Regions from separate parts of the Mus musculus genome. Here all the other regions are linked to region 1. The links are chromatin contacts, called in public promoter capture Hi-C maps. All regions are on one chromosome and are shown on one strand. The core of a region is the stretch at or near the end of the contact, and the rest is flanking DNA. Distances in the headings are between cores, read along the strand shown. Region 1 holds the start of Fibp (fibroblast growth factor (acidic) intracellular binding protein). Region 2 holds the start of Vps51 (VPS51 GARP complex subunit). Region 3 holds the start of Actn3 (actinin alpha 3).

Region 1 (4,824 bases), core at 1,011-3,510:
GAGATCCCCAAAATATTTCCCAAAGAGGAAATACCTGAGGGGCCATTAAAGATGCATAAGATGCCAGCAGGGAGTTCCAGGACAGATAGGACTATGTAGAGAGACCCTGTCATCAAAACACAAAATACAAGACTGCCAAGAGAGAAAGAGTATGTGAAAGAAGCAAGAAGTGTGGGAAGAGTCACTGCTGCCCTGGAGAGTCTAGCTCCTTTAGGATTAAGCGAGGCTAGTTCTGAGAGTCTGGTAAGCGTGGGTATATGGGAAGTGGTAAGATGAGGAGGCTTTGAAGAGCAGGGTATATTGGTGGCTCCTATCCTGCAATCCCAGTGCTTGAGAGGTTGAAGTTGGAAAGGGAAGTAGACTTCAATGGCGGATAGATGTCGAGTTCTTAAGGACCTGCAGTTCTGGGCTAGAGGCTTGACAAAGGCCAGGTAGAATTTTAAAGAGGGAAATAACATTTCAAAATGTTTTGAGACAGGGTATGTAATCCTGGAGAGCCTGAAAGTAGACCAGGTTGGCCTCCAATTCACGGAGATTCTCTGGCCTCTGTGTAGGAATTACAAGCATGAACCACCACAGTCAAGAAAATATACATTTTAAAAAGACTTTTCTGAAGCCAGTTGTGTTGGTATTTGCCAGTAATCCCAGCACTTGGAAGGGAGCTGCAGGAGCCTCAGGAATTCAAGGTCATCCTCCCCACAGCAAATTCAAGACCTGATCTGTAGGAGACTTTGTCCCCAACTCTGTCCCCGCCAAAGAAGTCTCCACGTGTGCTGTGTGGGGTGGATTCTGGTGGCAGAGTGCACTGTAGATGAATAACACTGTGTCAGTGAACAGAGAGCTGTGCAGAACTAGGCTGGCACTGAGTCAGTGGGGCGGGGAGTAAGCCGCAGAGAGAGGCACTCAGCAGGCACATCAACAGCTCTGAATGCCTGAAGAGAGAAATTTGGGAGATAGCCCAGGTTTCTAGAACGAGATGGGTGCTGAGGCTGCCACGGAGATAAGAGTACAGGGAAACAGACTGGAGCTGAGAGGGATCTGTCTAGAAACCCTAAAATGTGCTCCGCCTAGGGACCAGAAGTGGAGTGGGAGACCTGGTCTTATAAACCAGGACCTCCTCCAGGACCTCCTCCCCCTGTCTCTAGGTAGCAACCCGCAAGTGCACTGAGATGAACTGGCTTTTGTAGAACTCATTTTCCCCCATTTTTCGAGACAGGATTTCTCTGTGTAGCCCTGGCTGTCCTGAAACTCACTCTGTAGACCAGGCTAACCTCCAATTCAGATATCTGCCTGCCTTCCAAGTGCTGGGATTAAAGGTTATACAGGGTTAATTTTATTAGTAATTATAGCCAGTAAGCTATATTTATGTATTATACAACAGTGCATACATATGTAGAGATCAGGTGATAAGGACTAGGTATACTGGTGGTTCCTATCCTGTAATCTCAATGCTTGGGAGGTTGAAGATCAAAGACTGCTGCCAATTTAGACTAGCCTGGACTACAAAGTAAGACCTTGTCTTAACAAACAAACAAAACAAAACCTGGAGCTGGTTCTTTCCTTACACAGTATGGGTGCAGGAGAACGAACTCAGGCTTGGTGGCTCCTGTGTAAATCTTTTACTGCCTCATGAAAAGACAAAGAAGACAGCCTTACTAGATGGGTGCCCCTGCAGATACCTACTTCCAGGCAGAGCTCTGAAAGACTTTAAGTGAAGTCACTAGCTTGTGTGTGGGTGTAGTATGTGGTGAAAAACTGGGGCTGGAGAGAAAGCTAAGTGGTTACAAGCAAGGAACCACAACCATATGTGCAACTAACTCATATTTGCCTGTAAATTTAACTCCAGGGGACCTGATACCTCAGGTCTCAAAGAACATTTGCACTCACACGTACACACCCTCTCCCCACATACACATTATTCAAAACAATAAAAATAAATACACTCCGGGAACAAGAAAAATGGTCATCTGTCTGTCTTATGGACAATGGAAGTAAGGGCCACATACACCTAGCAATCGCTACGATAGAACCTTGGAAACATTCTAATTTAGGATACAGGTCAAAACTGGGAGGCTCTGAGAAAACTGAGAAGATGGGAGTGACAGAAGGGGTTAACGGGAGAATCTGCAAGACAGGGTAGACTGAGAGAAGACTATCCCGACATCTTCCGAAAAACCGTTCACAGAGCTGAGCGGTGTCTCACTAGCTCCGTCCCGGAAGTGGTCCTTCATCAGCTCCGGGTGCCCGGAGCAAAATCTCCGAACTCCCGGAAGTCGCTCTGCGGCTACTCGCCCGGCCGGGGCCCGTACAAGCTCCAGCTTCGGGCGAACCCGGCCCGGGCATCGTCATGACCAGCGAACTAGACATTTTCGTGGGGAACACGACCCTTATAGATGAAGACGTGTATCGCCTCTGGCTGGATGGTTACTCAGGTCTGTGAGCCGCCCTCCCGGGAAGCTGTTGTTGGGGATCGGGAAGAGGGGGCGTGGCTAGGATTTAGGCTTGGTTTAGGGAAGTGGACAGACTGCGGGAAGTCGGGGAAGTGTAAGGATTGGAGGTGGAGGTGGAACCCCTGGAGGGCCTCTAGGGTCTTATGGTAGCGCCCACTCCTCAGTGAACGATGCAGTGGCTCTGCGAGTACGCTCCGGAATCTTGGAGCAGACGGGAGCCACCACAGGAGTGCTGCAGAGCGACACCATGGACCACTACCGCACCTTTCACATGCTTGAGCGTCTGCTGCACGCGCCGCCGAAGCTGCTGCACCAGCTCATCTTCCAGATTCCTCCCTCCCGACAGACACTCCTCATCGAGAGGTGCTCACCAGGGGTGGGGGACGGGGGTGGGTACTGGCAGGGATGTCAGTCAATCTGACTTATACCCATTTTGTAGACTGAAGCTGAGTCTGGGGGGAGGGTATTGGGATATACACAGGGGTAGATGGGGTGAACTCAGGAAATTAGAAAATTGAGAACAAGAGAAACCAATTCCAAACTCCCTTCTCCTTCCCTAATGGATCACCAATAATGACCTGTGCCTCCACAAGGTACTACACCTTTGATGAGGCCTTTGTTCGGGAGGTCTTGGGCAAGAAGCTGTCCAAGGGTACCAAGAAAGACCTGGATGACATCAGCACCAAAACAGGAATTACTCTCAAGAGCTGCCGGAGGCAGGTGGGTTCTACACATAACACCACTACCTGTCTAGCCCACCTCTGGATCCTTCTTACTACTCTAGCCCCACCTCTAGCCCGTGGTCTAGCCCATGATTGTGGAACCAGTTCCTTCTTCATATAAACCCTCTCCTCCCTCCACCTCCCCTCTGGCCAGGCGGACCAGGCTTAGGCTCAGTCTGACCGTGGCTTTCCTTTGCTTATAGATTTTCATTGGCTCCCACTGTCCTCGACCTTCAGACTCAGGTTGGGTCACTATAGACCTCTCTGGACTTAACATTTCTTGAGCCCCAAGTTTGTTTTTGTTCATGGTACTCCTGCCTAGAAGATGCTGTTCTTGGCCACATCTATCCCTTGAAATCGACAAGGGAGCTAGATCCTACCTTATCCATGAGCCGTTTTGGTAGCATTCATGCCTTGTCTTTAAGGGAGAAGTACCAGGGTGTAAACTGGGCGCAGATGGCTATGGGTATGGGTCTGGGCTCTTGCTACAACCTTTATAGGCCTTGAGTGCCTTTCCTTTGTGTCTAGAATGAGTTCGTGTGTGTATGCTGCTTGGTTCACTCCAAGTTACTCAGGAGAATCCGTTCTAATTCAGGCTCTTGAAGAGCCAGAGATTGACGGTCGTGATGCTAAATTGAACTTAAGGACAGGAATAAGTAAGCATTCTTTTAAGGAAAAATGCCAAAGGCTGGCAAACATTGTCAAATGATGGTAGTTATTAATACCTAGTCATGCCAGGGGTGCTGGCGCATGCTTTTAATCCCAGCACTCAGGAGGCAGAGGCAGGTGGATTTCTGAGTTCGAGGCCAGCCTGGTCTACAGAGTGAGTTCCAGGACAGCCAGGGCTACACAGAGAAACCCTGTCTCGAAACAAACAACAAAAACCTAGTCATTTGTTGAAGTGTTAGTGCTAAATTAGTACCTGCCCACCAGATAGGAGGACAGGAGGGAGAGATCCCATAGCAGCTCGCTCATGAACGTCTCCTGACCAGTGTTCTGTAATTGCCGGACAGTTTGACAACTTTAAACGAGTCTTCAAGGTGGTGGAAGAAATGCGGGGCTCCCTGGTGGACAACATCCAGCAGCACTTCCTCCTCTCTGACCGGTTAGCCAGGTGAGGGTCGCCGCCTCCTCTCTGACCGGTTAGCCAGGTGAGGGCTGCCACCTCCTCTCTGACCGGTTAGCCAGGTGAGGGCCGCCGCCTCCCTTCCTACTCGAGGTTTCCTGGGCCCTTAGCCTGTACGCCTTCCCTCTCCTAACCCTTTCCCCTCCGCTCTTCTGGAGGAATGATTATTCTGTTAGTGACCTGTAAACTGCATCAAATTGCCAAGCGTAAGGCATTTGTAAAGCATTGAAGAAGTGCCCAGTGATGCAGTGTGGCCTTCCGCTGTACTCCTTAGGAACTCCTCGTAGAGGTGGGAGGTTGGTAAGGAAATGGTCCGTGGTTGGTCCCTTGGTGAGTTAGAGCAGAAACACACCAGAGCTAAAATGTTGAACCAAGACTGCAGGTGGGAGCTACCTGCTAAGAGGGATTTAAAACAATAAAGAGTTTCTTCAAGCATGGTTCTGTGTAAGCTTACTCATCAGACACTGCTGTGTGAAGCAGAAAAAGGGATTTCTGGTCCTAAGAGAGCCACTGTCCCTGTCTGCAG
Region 2 (4,824 bases), core at 1,685-4,184, 620 kb after region 1:
AGGTTTCTCCGTGTAGCCCCAGCTGTCCTCCCTTTGTAGACTGGACTGGCCTAGAACTCACTCTGACTGCTGGGATTAAAGCATGTGCTACCACACCCAGATCTTCTGCTATGTCAAATTTACTGCTATGCCGCCCAGGCTGGTCTCATGCAGCCCAGGCTGGTCTCATGCAGCCCAGGCTGGTCTCATGCAGCCCAGGCTGGTCTCAAGCTCATGGCAGCCTTCCTTGCTTGGCCTCTGAAGTACAGGCATCTATGGCCAGTGCCAGCATATTCTTGAGTAAACGTAAAACTCTGTAGTGCTTGCAGGTCAGCAACCTCAGCTCTCCTAACACCCACTTTATGATTTGCTCCTTAGAAAAAAGTACAAAACAATTCAAGCCATCTATATTACATAACAAATACATGTCAAATACTATATATATTCCAACAAATGAGAACGTGTAATACTGGCAAAATTCCTATGGAAAATTCCTCTACAAAGAAATCACTCTCTTTTTTCCATCTTGAAGCTAGCATTAACAGACCAGCACTTACTCACTGAATCAGGTTCAAATGAGATAAAAGAACAGCAAGGATGTACCACAGCCACCACCAAGGCACTGGCAGAGCACTGTGCCCCGTGAAGACATAACCCCACAGATGTGAACATCTGGCAGAGCACTGCCCCATGAAGATACAACCCCACAGATGTGAACATTCACTATGGTCTGCCTCCTGGACATGTGGTTTAAGGTTACTATACAAACATCAAGTGCATCGCCTGAAAGGCAGACAGATGGTAGGTAGTGTGAGGAGAGCTGAACTATCTAGTAGTGGGACTGGCGAGATGGCTCAACAGCTGAGAGTGTACTGCTCTTGTAGAAGACAGCTGAGAGTGTACTGCTCTTGTAGAAGACCTGATTTAATCCCCAGCATCCGTGTCAGTAGGCTCACAACTGACTCTAACTTCAGCTCTGGGGGATCTGTGGATACCTGTACATATCCACCCCTACCCCACCCCACACACACATAATTAATTTCTGCTGCTGCTGCCTGCTTCCCTGCCCTGGTCCTTGGCATGCCTATAGCCATTTGCTTCAGGCCTGCCAGCCATCCCATACTGCTGACACAAAAAGCAGCAGACACAGTAAAATAGTCTGCTCAGACTGAAGTCGGGCTGGCCATATATCGAATGGAGAGGCTTATTACTTGCCTTGGAAATTCCCCAGCTGTGGCCTTCAGGCAAAGCCAAGGTAGATTCCCCAACCATGGCCTTTACTCAGAGCCAAGCTAGACAAGGGGTTAGTTTGACCAGAATGTCTAAACTACTAACACACTTGAAAAAAGGCTGCCCACCCTGCAGCCCACCCTGTATCTGCTTATGAGCTCATTATGGCTTTTTCCTTATAAAGTCTGACCCCGGACAGTGTACAGGTATGTGGCTGTCAGCTCCCGAATCTGTGAGCTGTTGCCCTAATCAATTAGTCTTGGGGTGTGCACTCAATAACCGTGCCTATGTGACTGAGATTGGTGTTCATGTGGTTTGTGGGGTGACTCCTGGACCCAAAAACTATTAGTAAATCTTAAGGAATGAGGATACAGACAGAGGGGGAGAGAGTGGCAAATCTGCTCTGAAGGCAGACTGACCAGAAACAAAAGTTACCACTAATAACATTTTTAACAAAAATTTTAATTGACTTTGAGATGGCTTAGTAGCAGGCAAATGTGTTTGTCACCAAGCCTGATAACCTGACTTCAATCCCTGGCACCCTCATGGTGGAAGGAGAATACAGACTCCTGAAAGTTGTCTTCTGACCCCCACACAAATGTTGTGTCCCACACATATGCATGTGCACAATATAAATAAACAAACAAAGCTAAAGCTTACTGAAACGCTGGTGCTTCCTAAGTGCTGCAGAGAAACTCACTGCATTTCATTCTTCCTTCCCAGCGCTGGTCCTTTGGACAAACCCCACCCCCACAGGAGTCATCACTTCAGCAGCAGTGGATTAAGGTTGGGACCCAATTGTAATCTGGGTCTCTTTCCTTTAATCCCTGTTTTTCTTAACACGGGGTGAGGACCTGGTGGGGGTGGTGTAAGACTGAGGAGTGTGTCCCAGTGGGGTCACCTGTAGCTGAGATGAACTTGTTGTAGTTCTCATAGACCAGGGTCTGCATGTCGCTGTCTAGAGCCCGGATCTGCCGTACCATGTCCGTCTCACTGTCCATCAGCTGGGCCAGAGGACATTCTCTACGCAGCTAGAGAAGCAGGTAGGAACAGTCAGCGTTAGTGCTCACTCACGTCCTGCTACCCTGCTTTACGTTAGTTGGATTTCAGTGCAAGACAACTCCAATCCCACCCTTATCAGGAATTCCATAAGTGGCACACTTTAAGTAGCACACTTCACAGGTTAGACCCAATTTGGGATTTGTCAGCGTTCATGGTCTTCTGGCTTAGTTTAAAGTCAACCTAGGCCCTGCCTAGCGCCTGTCAAGAGCATGGTCACACCCACTACCACGAGCCAGCACCGAGACCTCAGACCCAGTGTGACCTCAAGTCAGGCCCAGGCTCCCTTGGCCTCCAGATCTGCCTCTATTGCCTAGTAAGGGCTGTCCTCTTATAAACCCCGCTGCCGTCACCACAGCAACCAAATCGGGAGTAAGATCTAGGGTCCAAGATATTTGGGGTCTGGACCCGCCCCATTTCACACACACACCTTGTCAAGATAAACTTCCGGGTCGAAGTGCGCCCCATTGAGATCGGTTGGGTCCAGAGGGTCAGGCCCTGCGGGATGCCCCGCCACCTCCCCCTCCGAGAGGCCGTAGTAAAGCTTCAGCATCCCGTGAGCCTTCCGCCGACGCTCCGGAGCGTCCGCCTCGGGACCTTCTGGGGAGTCTCCAGGCCCGGACCCTAGGCCAGGCCCCACAGCTGCCGCAGCCGCCATAGCTCCAACCTCAACTCAAAGGGGTGAGGCAGGGGAGGGAACAGATGCACTTCCGGGGACCAGAAACTTGCTACAACCAGGCGGTCCTTCAGGTGAAACGTTCCTCTGCAGCTGTAGGATATGTGAGACTAAAGTTCCGTCTTGCGCTTGTCCTTCTGGAGCACAGAGGTTTCACTGAACTTCTGGATCGTTGAGTTTCTGTGATTTTGCTGTGCTACTTGGGTGAATCGTGGCGTCCCAATCCTGCATCCGCACAGGAAAGAGACTTGCAGAAGATCGAATATGCGTCACAGGGGGGGTCTGCAAGGTTCAAACGTCCATTTAGTAGCCTGCAATATGGCTTTAACGCAGTGTTTCCCAAGGTTCTGTCTCCAAGGAGTCATTCAATATGAGAAACTTTATTCTACTTAGAGAATTTAAGATGTTAATCTTAAGAAGTTAGTGAAATGTGATACGTGAGCAGTTGGGATTGAGGATAATTCGGAAGTTTTAAAGATGTAGGCATAAAACGAAGCTCTCAGCAGGGCGTAGTGGCGCACACCTTTAATCCCAGCACTTGGGAGGCAGAGGCAGGTGAATTTCTGAGTTCGAGGCCAGCCAGCCTGGTCTACAGAGTGAGTTCCATGAGTTCCAGGACAGCCAGGGCTACACAGAGAAACCCTGTCTCAAAAAAAAAAAAAAAAAAAAAAAAAAAAAAGACGAAGCTCTTAAGAGGGGATGAGGTCAGATTATATGTGGAGTTAAATAGAAGAAAATGAGACTTTACTAATGATGTACTGTAAACGTTACCGAGGATGGGCTGATAGGGTGCTGGGCTGCCAGGAGTTTCAGCAGACCAAACACTGTTTTTATCTGAAAATTAGGAGTTAAAAAAAAATCTAAATGGTATACTTTTTATTTTTATTTTTTTCAAGACGGTTTCTCTGCTTAGCCCTGACTGTCCTGGAACTGGTCCTAGTGTAGAACCTGTCTGCCTCCCAAGTGTTGAGACTAAAGGCATGTGATAACACTGTCACCAGCTCCACTGCCTAGCTAAAAACAGTTCTGAATGGTATTAAATCGCCATCTGTCCGGCCCCCAGTATTATATGTGTATTTATGTGTGCAGAGACCAGGGGATAACTCAGAGCTGTAGTTACAGCTCATGTGTGAGCTACCCGTCATGATGCTGGAAACCAAAGTGCAAGAGCAGTTCACCCTGTGCCAGCTCAAACCCTTCCTTTCTTTTCTCTCTCTTTCTTCCTCTTTGAGGCATCATCTCACTCTAACTTTGGCTGACCTGAAACTCATTATTGTAGACCAGGCTGGCCTCAAACTCAGAGATCCAGCCACCTCTGCTTCCTGAGTGCTGGGACTAAAAGTCTGTGCTACCATGTCCACAGCCTGCTTCTCAGCCTGACATGCATGGTTGCTCTTGTCACAGACTAAAGGGATCATGTATTCACTTGTCTTGGACCAAAACATTTTCTTGCCTTCTTATCCAGGGGGCTATTTAGAAACTGTACATCTGAGGATCTCAGCCCACGAAGCTTTAAGAAAGTGAATTTGAGCTGGAGAGATGGTTTCACTTGCTGCTCTTCCTGATGACCCAGGTTCAATCCCCAAGCTCACAACTGTCTGTAACACCCTGGGGGGGGGGGGGATCCAGTATCTTTTTGGTCTCCATGGGGAGCAGGAATACATGTGCATGCAGGCAAAATACTCATCCATACAGGAAAAAAAATCAAAATGAAAATAAAACCCAGGTGTACTGATGTGCACCTGCCTAGAACATTGTGGGCCAGGCAAGTGATCAGGAGAAGGTCACGGTCATCCTTGTAAGTTTGAAGCAGCCTGGGCTATGTAAAAACTCTCCCAAAAGCTGAATAAACAAAAGGGCTGGAGAGACGGCTTAGCAGT
Region 3 (4,824 bases), core at 1,389-3,888, 580 kb before region 1:
AGCTTGGATTCCCAGCACCCATGTCAGGAGGCTTAGAACTGCTGTAACTCCAACTCCAGAGATCTGACATCCTCTTCTCTCTCCGTGGGCTCCCATGTATATACACATAGATAAAAATAAATCTTTAGTGGGAGTTCTGCGATGTAGCTGGGTTGGTAGAGGAGAGATGGCTCAGTGGTTAAGAGCACTGATTGCTCTACCAAAGGTCCTGAGTTCAAATCCCAGCAACCACATGGTAGCTCACAACCATCTTTATCAGGATCTGATGCTACAGCTACAGTGTACTTATCATATATATAAAATAAATAAAATCTTAAAAAAAGAAGCAGCAGCCCCGGGCTTGACTCCTAGCACCACTTACAGCTTGATGTGGGAGTGCATATCTGCACCCTCCACTTAGAAAGGAGAGAAAGACCTGGAGAGTTGCTATGTGATTAAGAGCACTTGTGCTCTTGCAGAAGACCCGGGTTCAATTCCCCACATCTGTTTGACGTCTCATTACCACCCGTAACTCCAGGTCCAGGGAATCTGATACCCTATTCTGACCTCCGCAGGCACCACACATGGAAGTAAGGCACATACATATATGCAGGCAAAACATACATAAAATAAAGTGAGGAAATCCCATAATTTTTTTTTTAAAGTGGAGGCTGGGGATCAGAATTCAAGACCATCTTGGGTTACGTGAGACCTTTTAAAAATGCCTAGAAATGTTTATGAACCAATTTTTTTTAATACTGTCAACCACAGTGGACTCTGGTATCAGGGGAGAACAGAATGTTCCGAAGCTGGGAACCATAGATATTGGAGTCACTGGTAAGTGAAGATGAATGCAGGAGCAGGGATGGATGGGGCAGGGTGGTACCTGCTGTACCACAGGATGTTACAGCTTTGAGATAAACAAAGCGGACCGAGGGAAGAAAACGCACATGTCCACCCACACACAGGGCATGCTAACTGGTTTTCAGAGCATCTGCCCCGTTCTGTTGATGGATTAATGGTGGACTTGGGTTGGTGGTGGAGATCGTTGATGGACATGGGTGGCTAGAAATTGGAATGAAAGGATGGTTCTGATACTTTAGATGACAAAGGCAAGAAAGAGACTGCCAGCTGTTGTGGTGGGAACACACAGACTGTGATCTGGGAGGGGGAGGGAGAGGGGGAGGGCTGTTGAGGAGCAAAGGGCAGCTGGAGCCAGGGGCAGGGATGACATCACCCGGGGATTGCAGGAACTCAGGGACCACAGCCATGCTTGGAGACAGGTGCAGGGGGAGGGGGAGGGGGCTGGGGGGGAGGGTGGATCATCCCAGGCCTCATTCCATTCAGCTCAGGCTTCTCACCCCCCCCCCCCCCCCCCGCAGTCAGCTCCTGTCATCTAACACAGCGGAAACGATCTGCTTGTAAATTCTGGGGTTCTCAGGTCTGCAATGCCCTCTACTTTCCTAAAAGCACGCACAATTGGCAAAAGGCAGGTTCCATGGCTTCATGGTGCTCACCCTAAGCCTGGCCTTCAGAACCCCAAAAATTCCTCAGTTCGGATGGAATCATTTTCTCTTCAGGGAACCCAGGTGTCCTGCTCCCTCCTCTTGGTAGCCAGGGGTGAAATGATCCAGGGAAGGAGGGGGCAGTGCCCTGCAAGGCTGAGCCTGGGCAATGGCTGCCCTCATGGCCCTCTTGAGCTCCCACAAAGGCGCTGCCTCAGCACAAGTGTCCATGTGGGAGCCTGGGTTAGGTTACTGGTAAGGGGAGCCGGGGCTCCCCTCCTCCTGACCTTCTGGCCTTTTCAGCAGACTCAGGGCTTCTAGACAGGGAGGGGAATCTTGGGAAAGAGTGGGGTGAGGCAAGGAACAAAGACCCTCAGATGGGGGCATTCTTTTCTTCCTCAGTACACAACAGGCTGCCTGCCTATCTGTGCCCTTTTCTGGGCCTCAATTTCCTCCATTGTCAAGCCAGTAGAGGGATCCACCCATAGCAGAAGACAGAGTAGAGGATGGGAAAGAATATGAGACAGCTGTTCTCTCCTACACCCCAAATCCACTGGTTGTGTGTCTGGCATGTTCTCCTCAGGATGGGGTCTAGGGATACTTAACTGGAGACTAAAGGAACATAACTTTCTGAGAACCCCTCACCTCCCATCCAAGAATGAGTTGGGTCTCTTGGACCTTGTCCAAAATCCACTTTCACCAACACAAGAGGGGCAGTGGGCTTAAAGTTATTGGGGAGTCACTGAGGGACTCCACGGTGTCCTTGATATCCTAAATCCCTATGAGAACTCTTCTGATCTTTGAGGACAGCATATAGCTGGTGGGCAGAGCCTGGTTTGGGGAGCTGCACTCTAGATTACAGCCAGGCTCTGACCTTGAACTGCCCAGATGCCCGAGAAGAACTGCCTGGCCTCCCAGCCTCAGTTTTTGCCTTTGGGAAATGGGTGAGCACTCACTTTCCGCTGCTGTTTCTCCCAGGCCGGGTCCAACAGCAAGTCGCGGTCCCAGTCCTCCTCCTGTTCCATGTACTCGCCGCCCCCACCGCCAGAGAAGGGCCCCTCCCCGGCCCCCAGACCCTCGGGCTGCATAACCATCATCATCTTGCTCAGGCTCTTGGCTCCGCTCTGCTTCACTGGGCGAGCTCCTGCACACTCAGGCCGGGTTAAGTAGGGCCCGGTCCAGCCCCCAGATCGGGTTCGTACTAAATATGGGGTACGTGGGTGGGGCCAGATAGGGGGCGAGGGAGGTTGGGAACTGGACCAGAGAAGAGATTGTGCTGGAGTCAAAGATTGCGGAATCGCGGGGGATGCTGGGATGACTACTGGCCTAGATAGTGGGTTCGCATTTTAGCTCTGTGGTTAACTTGCTGTGTGATCTTGGGACAGCCATGGACTTTGTTTCCTCATCTATTAAGTGGATTCCAAGTGGTGGCTGTAGGCATCCTAAAGGCTGCCCCTTGGACCTGAGTCTGTCCCTCCTAAGCATTGCGCTCGAGAAACAGACCCCTATTTCTATTTCACAGTCTGTAACAGCAAGTCAACAAGTTGTTTGGGGAGTTTTCTAGGGTGATGGAGACACCCGAGCATGGGGAAAGGCTCAGGGCCAGATGATAGGGCCAGCCAGGTCTATTAATACCGGGGCGGCTGTAGAGGAGTGTAGGGAGAATGTGCTGAGCCGGGAAACCCCGACGCCCCGGGGGCTGCAACTCAATCCTCATGGAGTGGCAGCAAGCCACACCAGGGGCGGCTACTGCAGTACGCTGGGCGGACTGCTTCTTTTTGACACCTGGGCAGCATCACCAATCAGATTTTCGAACATCTGGTCAGTTAGCCAATCACTTCTCCGTATCTGTGGCCCCTCCCTATAAGTCTGGCGCGCGCAACGCACCCCCTGCGGAGCTCCTATTGGTTGCAGGAGACGTCAGTTCGCTGCTAGGCCCTCCCCAATGCGGAAGCAGTGGGATCCCAGCGATCGGAAAGCCGGTGGGTCCGACCATGGGGGAGTCCTGGGCAGCTCGGGGCGCAGAAGGAGCGCCCGCGCGGATGCCACTGGTACTCACCGCGCTGTGGGCCGCCGTCGTGGTCCTGGAGCTGGCCTACGTGATGGTGCTGGGGCCTGGGCCACCCCCGCTGGGACCACTGGCCCGGGCCTTGCAACTGGCGCTAGCTGCTTATCAGCTGCTCAATCTGCTGGGCAACGTGGTGCTCTTCCTCCGCTCGGATCCCAGCATTCGGGGGGTGATGCTGGCTGGCCGCGGCCTGGGACAGGGCTGGGCGTGAGTGTTGGGCTCCGGGAGTCGGCGGGCAGAAGCAGGGGGTCTGGTGGTCGCTGGTACCAAGAAAGGACCCAGAACTTGAGGTGTCAGTAACCAGATGACGTTAGCATCCGGGTTGTTAGAGCCATAGAACTCCTTTAGAGCCTGGCACCCGCTACTTATTCATTCAGATATTGAGCAGCCACTGTTCCTAGGACTCAAGTGAAAACAGATGCCCGACCTCCTGGAGTTGATTTCAGTGGCGGAAGGTGCAGATAATAAAGATAATAATAAGCCAATAAAAAAAAAGCAAATTGCGTAAACTAGATGCTCAAGAATGATACAGAAACAAAAAACAGAGCAGGGTAAAAGAGGCGAGAAGTTATCTTTATTATTTGTGTCTGTATGTGTGATGTGTGTCCGGTCCCAGGCGCGCATGCCGGGGTACACAGGTGGAGGTCGGAGGACAATTTTCGGGAGTTTGTTCTCTCCTACCACGTGGGTTCAGAAGAGTGAACAGGCCATCAAGTCTGCGAAGCAAATGCCTTTAACCACTGAGCCATCTCTCCAGCATAAAGTTTCAATTTTAAATAGATGGTCAATTTTCAGTACAAGACTTTTAGGTGATTAGCTTTAGGTTAATTAGCTTGATTAATTAATTTACATTTTACTAAAAAGCCATAGCATCCACAAATATATTAAGACTAACTTGTCCACTTGCAACTAAAAACTAAAAATAAATAGGTGGACATCACTCAGGCATTTGCGGTGGAGTCAGCCACTTGGGAAATTTTGAACTGGTTTCTGGGAGAGGGAAGCAGACCAAGAAAAGGCAGAAGCCACAGTATGCCCAGAATATTCCAGAACCACAAGGTCAGCGACTGGAGTGGAGAGGGAGAAAGATGTTAGTGGTGGAAGTACTGCCAGGCCTTTGCAAACTTTGCTTTTCAGAAGGTGTGTCACAGGCAGTAACCACTAGCTGGAGATGCCTGGTGAAGACAGGGACTGTTCCTGCTTTCCCAAGATGGTCTCTGAGGCTGCGGTTGGGCATGGTCTGGGACACTGAGAGCTACTGAGGCACTGACC

The links. Promoter capture Hi-C pulls out the DNA fragments that hold promoters and counts their contacts. Capture Hi-C pulls out chosen DNA fragments and counts their contacts.
Region 2: a contact with region 1 is called in a promoter capture Hi-C map of liver, with 4 times the contacts expected there. A contact is called at or near these places in 8 of 39 promoter capture datasets (the 3T3-L1 cell line, the SN4741 cell line, cranial neural crest and 5 more), 8 of 130 datasets of targeted methods (bone marrow-derived macrophages, embryonic stem cells, fibro-adipogenic progenitors and 3 more) and 2 of 9 other capture datasets (liver and macrophages).
Region 3: a promoter capture Hi-C map of liver shows a contact between it and region 1. A contact is called at or near these places in 1 of 39 promoter capture datasets (liver), 1 of 130 datasets of targeted methods (pancreatic cancer cells) and 1 of 9 other capture datasets (liver).

The regions. Positions count from the first base shown.
Region 1 is chr19:5,458,347-5,463,170 of GRCm38.p6, forward strand. It overlaps Fibp (fibroblast growth factor (acidic) intracellular binding protein), which reads left to right and starts at 2,261. Exons shown (of 10, transcript NM_021438.4): 1 at 2,261-2,432; 2 at 2,615-2,813; 3 at 3,044-3,170; 4 at 4,186-4,286. The coding sequence starts at 2,348.
Region 2 is chr19:6,074,253-6,079,076 of GRCm38.p6, forward strand. It overlaps Vps51 (VPS51 GARP complex subunit), which reads right to left and starts at 2,935. Exons shown (of 10, transcript NM_001081041.1): 1 at 2,699-2,935; 2 at 2,111-2,240. The coding sequence starts at 2,926. It also overlaps a transcript of Tmem262 not described here.
Region 3 is chr19:4,875,271-4,880,094 of GRCm38.p6, forward strand. Actn3 (actinin alpha 3) reads right to left here and starts at 2,639. Exons shown (of 21, transcript NM_013456.2): 1 at 2,441-2,639. The coding sequence starts at 2,584. It overlaps Zdhhc24 (zinc finger, DHHC domain containing 24), which reads left to right and starts at 3,398. Exons shown (of 3, transcript NM_027476.3): 1 at 3,398-3,759. The coding sequence starts at 3,479.